Linked DNA regions of Sus scrofa: region 1 is linked to region 2. Evidence: chromatin contacts called from public promoter capture Hi-C data. All regions are on one chromosome and are shown on one strand. The core of a region is the stretch at or near the end of the contact, and the rest is flanking DNA. Distances in the headings are between cores, read along the strand shown.

Region 1 (2,860 bases), core at 76-2,575, 1.5 Mb before region 2:
GGCGTTGCCGTGAGCTGTGGTGTAGGTCGCAGACGCGGCTCAGATCCTGCGTTGCTGTGGCTCTGGCGTAGGCTGGCAGCTACAGCTCCGATTCGATCCCTAGCCTGGGAACCTCCATATGCTGTGGGAGTGGCCCAAGAAATGGCAAAAAGACAAAACCAAAAAAAAAAAAAAGGTGCATGGTAGGCTGGAAAAAGGTTGACACTGTAAGTTTAAAGGTAAGTTCCACTTTTACTAGAGGTGTAAGCTTGGAATAGCTATTTGATCTTCTAAACAGCAATTTCCTAGTGGGTTACAGTAAGAATTCGACCAGATAATGTCTATGAAAATTACCCTATAAAACAGTATTAAAAGTGTTATCATCACCGGAATATTCTGATTTAAAAGGAAGTGAGCTGGAACTGTCCTTGAGAGGTTTGGTCTAGAAAGCCTATCATTATAAGGTCATCACTTAAAAACTCCATTTACTTAAAATTATACAAATCTGATTATTTAAAACATTTCCCTATACCTACAAGATAAAGTCAAAACTTCCCAGCAAGCTGTATCTTCACAATCTGATCCCGGGTGGGATAATGCCGCTCCTCTACACCTCTTTGTCAATGCACTTTTCGAGGTGTGGTCTTCCTTGCTAGATTTTGAGTTTTCAAAGAAATGGTTGGAAACTCAAGGTCCGCAAATGATCTCATGTAAGGGGCAGGTCAGGGCGTTGACTAATACGCCTCAGGTCGCGGCTTACTTTCTTCCTAACAATTTTTGTGCTGTACCGTTAACGTTTATAAAAACGGTCCATGCGTGGACGTTTTAAACACCCAGGCATTTTCGGCTTTTCTTGCCAAACTGGTGAACCAGTCAGCTTTTTTTCCTTCCCCTTAGTATCAGACTCTGCTCCTGGCTCCCTAAGGCCTGCGACCAAGGACCCCTTTTTGGAGTCAGTCGACAGACTTTTTTCATAATCTGGAGTTGCGCACGCGCCTGGCATAGCAGAAAAACCTGGTTCCTGTAGATGAGGGCCTCGGAGGCGCCAGGCACCACTCGGGCCGGCGAAGGCCGAGGGCAGCCGGCCGCCCGCCCCTCGAAGGCCTCGGGGTCCTCTAAGGCGGACGTGCGAGGGGGTGGAGTGAGGACGCTTAGGGTAGGGAGGAGTGCACTGTCCAGGGGGAAATCCTCTTCGGGACCCCCTGCAACCCCTACTTGGCCCTCGAGGTCAGACACCGCTAGCCTTCGAGCCTGACGCGCGTCTCCATTTCTTTACGTTGACTTCTTCGGCTTTCCGTTTTCCTCTCTTGGGGAGGGGCGGGACTTCCTGTTTCACAGCCTAGTGACTTCCGCCAAGAGCTGATAGACTAAAAACAACAGGCACACAGGTCGGCCGGCCAGTCGGGAGATAAAAAGGGACCTAGGCGTGGGTTCTACTAAGCCAGAGCCAAGACCTTGGTTTTCGGTCATGGCGTCCCCCGCTCTGTCCGCGAAGAAGTCCTCGGAACCGCCGGAAGTCGCTCAGCGGAGAGACAGGAAGTCCCTCCCCTTCCTCCCAGAGGGAAGACGGTGAGCCGGAGGAGTCAGTCAGAGGGGTGAGCAGGAGCGATTCCGTCGGCAAACAGGTAAGTTATTCTCTGGCCGGGGCGGGGGGTTTGGAGGCGGGGACCGTCCAGCGTCAGCGCGGGGCCGGGAGGCGGTGGCTTGAGGCCCCAGGCCCGGGCGGCTGGGCGCCGGGAGCCCCGCCAGGGCCCTTCGCTCTTCCTCCTCCCCCCTCCCCCCCGCCTCCGCCCCTCCCCGCTGGCCGGTCCCTCCCGACGCCGCCCAGACTCACCCGACACACGCCCGCCGCCCGGCCTCCGCTCCCGCCCGCTGCTGCTGGCTCCGCCGCCCGGACTTGCGCGGGGCCTCGGTTTCCCCGCGGGGCCGGCTGTCAGCGCGGAGGCTGCGATCCCGCGCACTCCGCGCGCCCCTGCCTGCAGTCGGGAGCTTCTCACCGCCAGGCTTTCCCCGATCCAACCGTACACGCCCGAGCGCGGAGCTGCCGCGGTGTCGGTTTAATGGCCTGGGCGGTCTGGGCTGTGGTTTCCTTCAGTCGACCGCCCTCTCCGGGCCTCCGGAGCTTCGCGGGCTCGCCGCTGCCACCCGCACCTTCTTCCGTTAAGGACGCGGGCGGGCAGTCTGTAACGCTGGTGACCGATCGCAGCGCGGCTGGAAGGGAGGGTCCTGGCCGCTGGGGTTCAGCCGCTATAAGCAGTTAAAGGGAGATCCCAGGATGCCGCACACCGCTGTTGGCAGCAGCGGGTTTCGCCCCAGTGGCTACCACCTCCTGCCAGCCAGCGGGCATGTCCTGTGTACGCTTGCCCGCCTCTGGAGTTTAGTCTGGTGGAGGTGGGCAGGAGCTGCTGACCTCTTTCGGTTGCAATGAGTTTTGAAAAGCCCATTTATTTTTCAAGGGGGGAATTCTGGAATAGGTCATCTTGGCCGGGTTGGCATCCATGGACACGCATGTAGTATTTCTTTATTTTATAGGTAAAGTAATGGTGATTGAGGGGTAAATTTTAAGTTTGTGCAGGTGGAACTAGTCACGATGTGCACCTGTTTTCAGGGAGGTGTTAGTCCAGTTGGAATACCAAATAGGGAAGGCAACCGAGGTATATTGGAACATCATTAATAAAGCTTATTTGATATATATAATATATGTAATATATATCTATATACACACACACTGTGTATACTTCATTTAGCATTGCAGTCTTGTAGGAATTATCACCTTTTCACCAACCGAGACTCAGATTAAATAATTTGGACAAAGTTAAATTACAGATTCAGATCTCAAATGTTTGTTATTCATTCTACTTCAAGTTTGCTACATGTGAAA
Region 2 (2,956 bases), core at 329-2,828:
ACTAGAAAAATACTTGACATAATATATTTATATCTTAACACATCAAAATTCTAATTCCACTACCAAAATACTTGAGTGGCTGGAGGGGGGGCACCCCCAGGCCCATTCAGCACAATTCAGGAGTCGCTGTTGTGAAACCAAGTCTGTCCTTCTCAAGGAGCTGAACTCTCAGACCCAGGTTCCTAAGGCCAGCTCCACACCCTCCAATGTTACACGGAGAGGAAAATGCTCCAATTCATGTGTGGCAGTGGCATGTGGTCTATTTAATTCTGGCCAGTCTGTGTAAATATAAGTAACACAGCTATTTTGACGCGGCAATCAAAGAATGCAAGAGAATATGAAGGAGGAACAAACAAATGATAAAATGAGCTCTTTTTTGAGGGGCAGGAGAAAGATCCTACCAAATAGCACGCATGCCTAGTTCCTTAAAGTAGCACTTACATTCCTAAACCAAAATACTCCAATCATATTAATAGGGCAGCGTGAAAAATAATCTGGAGAAGATCCTGTAGGGAGAAGACCCACCCTCCCATCGCCTCTCAGCAGTCCTTTAAGTGTATTTATTACATAGCCACGGGGTGCGAGCACCTCAATGTTTAAATCATCTTTAATCAAGATTTGAGACCTAAGGGCACGTTCGTGGGGGAAAATGCCTTCCGGTTGCACGTTTAATTCAGACTTTTGTGACTCTCCTTTAAGTCAGTGCTCTGCGCCGCCCAAGGTCCCGCAGCCCTGCCCTTTGTTACAGTATAGACCCTGCCGACAGGCTCGGCCCCCCGCCACGGACACCCGGGGCTTCCAGCTCCAGCCCAGATTGCATGCGGGTCCCACGGCGGACAAGCATCAGGTCCCACGGGCAGGACGCAACTCCACGCGCCTCAACCCCGCACAAGGATGCCCGAGCCGGTGCCCACCGGCGGCTAGCGCCCAAATCCGCGCGCTGGCCCCGGCCTGGGACCTAATCAGGTATGAACACTTATGTAATCGCGCAGGGGCCACGCCTTTCCCACCGCCCCACCTCCGCCCGGACAAAGTGAAGTTTAAAATAGAAACCAATTACCTGGCCTGGGCAGCGCCTCGGCGCCTGGAGCGCGGTCCGCGCAGCCACGCGCACCCAGGGCCCCGGCCCCCACTCCCCCGCCCCCACAGACCCCCGTCCCGGCCCACACTCCCCCTACCCCCGCAGACCCCAGTCGGAGCTCTCACTCCCCCGCCCCCTTCAGACTCCCGCCCCGGCCCTCATCCCCCACTCCAGCTAACCCCCTCCCGGGTCCCCACTGCCCCAGCCCCGAGCAGACCCCGCCCCAGTCAGGACCCTACTCCCAGACCAGGCCCTCACTCCCGGGCCAGGCCCCCCATTCTCCCGCCCCCACGCAGCCCCGGGCCCTGCCTGCCCCACCCCCCCAGACCCATTCCCCCGATCCGTCCCCGGCCAGACCCCCTCCCCCGGCCCGCACGGACCCCCGCCTTTGTTACGGTGCGAAGTTGGGCCGTGGGTCCCCGTCTCTTTCACTTCTTGGGTTACAGTGCAGGCTTGTGACGTCCGCTCCACATGACGGGGGCGGGGGGCGGGCACCGGGGGGCGGGGGCGCGGGCCGGGTCCTCCCCCACCTCTCCGCCCATCCCTCCCCGCCTACAGCCCTCCCCCAGTAAACTGGGCCTCCAGAGGCCGCAGCCCAAGCCGCGGGGCGGGCAGGTAAATACTACCCCCCTCCCCCCGTCAGGCGCCCTGGGACCAGCGCCGCACCCGCGGGAGAAACAGAAATAGGAATGATTTAATCCAGCGACACCTCCCCCTACTGCCCATTCCTCAATCCGCGATCTCACAGAGATTGGGGAAGGAGAGGGGCAGAATCGGGTAGTATTCGGATTTAGGGAGCGGAAATGGCCCGGCGGGCGACGCGGGCTGGACCCCACCTTGTAACCGAGTTAGGATCTTGCTGGGGGAGGACGAAGGTCTCCTGGGTTGGCCAGTGGACTATCGGGATGACCTCCGTGCGGCCCTGCAGGCGGACACACTGTGCGTGGACGAGGCCCGGGCGCGGGATCCCTCCCAGGGATCCCCCTGCAGGGGTCTCGGGGAAGGAGGGGGTACACGTGTGTCCTTAACCCGTTCCCTGCAGCAGCAGCATCCATCTCTGAGCGAAGCAGCAAAGCAACTCCAGCACTGAACAGAGCTGCTCCTTGGTCCCTTACACACACACACACACACACACACACACACACAGAGCACTACTAATATTCCTAGAGAAGTTGGTGCCCTACTAAACCCAGAGGAAACGTGGGGGGGCCCGTGACGCACTCCGCCGGTGAATGTGCCCATTGTGCCGGGGAGCCGTTGCCAGTGCTTCGCATTCTTAAGTAGGTGGGCAGTAAAATTGCACTGACCCTGGGCAGGTCACATTCTATAATTTGCCACGGCCTAAATATCAACTTCCAGTGAGAAAATAAAATTTGAAGTTGGAAGGTACATGCTGTCCTTCACTTTTTCTAGAGTTAACAACAGTTTCAACAATCCTGGACCTCGATACGCCTAGCGAGTGACGAGTAGAATCCATCACTCTGACCCCAGGCGCTCAGGGCGCGCCTGCCGCGTGGGAACGAGACGGAAGGAACCACACATTTCGATCCCCCAACCTCTGAGAAGCATAATCACATCCCTCCTTTTCTTCCCCTTCTGCAGGTTTCGACTTGCATCCGAAAGCACTTCTTTTGCCCGTTCTTTACAGAACACTCGGAGGAGGCAAGGTCTCTATTTGGAATGCTGCATGCCCACCTAGCTGCAAAGATTCAGATAATAGCGTGTCCGTGTATACAGCTCATAACTGTGCAAATCAGGACCCTGCGGATGCGCGGGGCTGGTCGGACTTAGTGTGCAGACACATGGGCGCATGCACGCGCGCGCGCGTACACACTCACACCCCAAATTACCTCCGGGATGGAGAAAGCCGCTGCG

Evidence for each region. Promoter capture Hi-C pulls out the DNA fragments that hold promoters and counts their contacts.
Region 1: a promoter capture Hi-C map of liver shows a contact between it and region 2, with 6 times the contacts expected there. The contact joins the promoter of ZNF407 here to the promoter of ZNF516 in region 2. A contact is called at or near these places in 1 of 5 promoter capture datasets (liver) and 1 of 2 datasets of contacts at active chromatin or transcription factors (alveolar macrophages).

The regions. Positions count from the first base shown.
Region 1 is chr1:149,515,749-149,518,608 of Sscrofa11.1, reverse strand. It overlaps ZNF407 (zinc finger protein 407), which reads left to right and starts at 1,325. Exons shown (of 9, transcript XM_021073780.1): 1 at 1,325-1,604.
Region 2 is chr1:147,986,282-147,989,237 of Sscrofa11.1, reverse strand. It overlaps ZNF516 (zinc finger protein 516), which reads right to left and starts at 1,578. Exons shown (of 7, transcript XM_021099077.1): 1 at 1,462-1,578.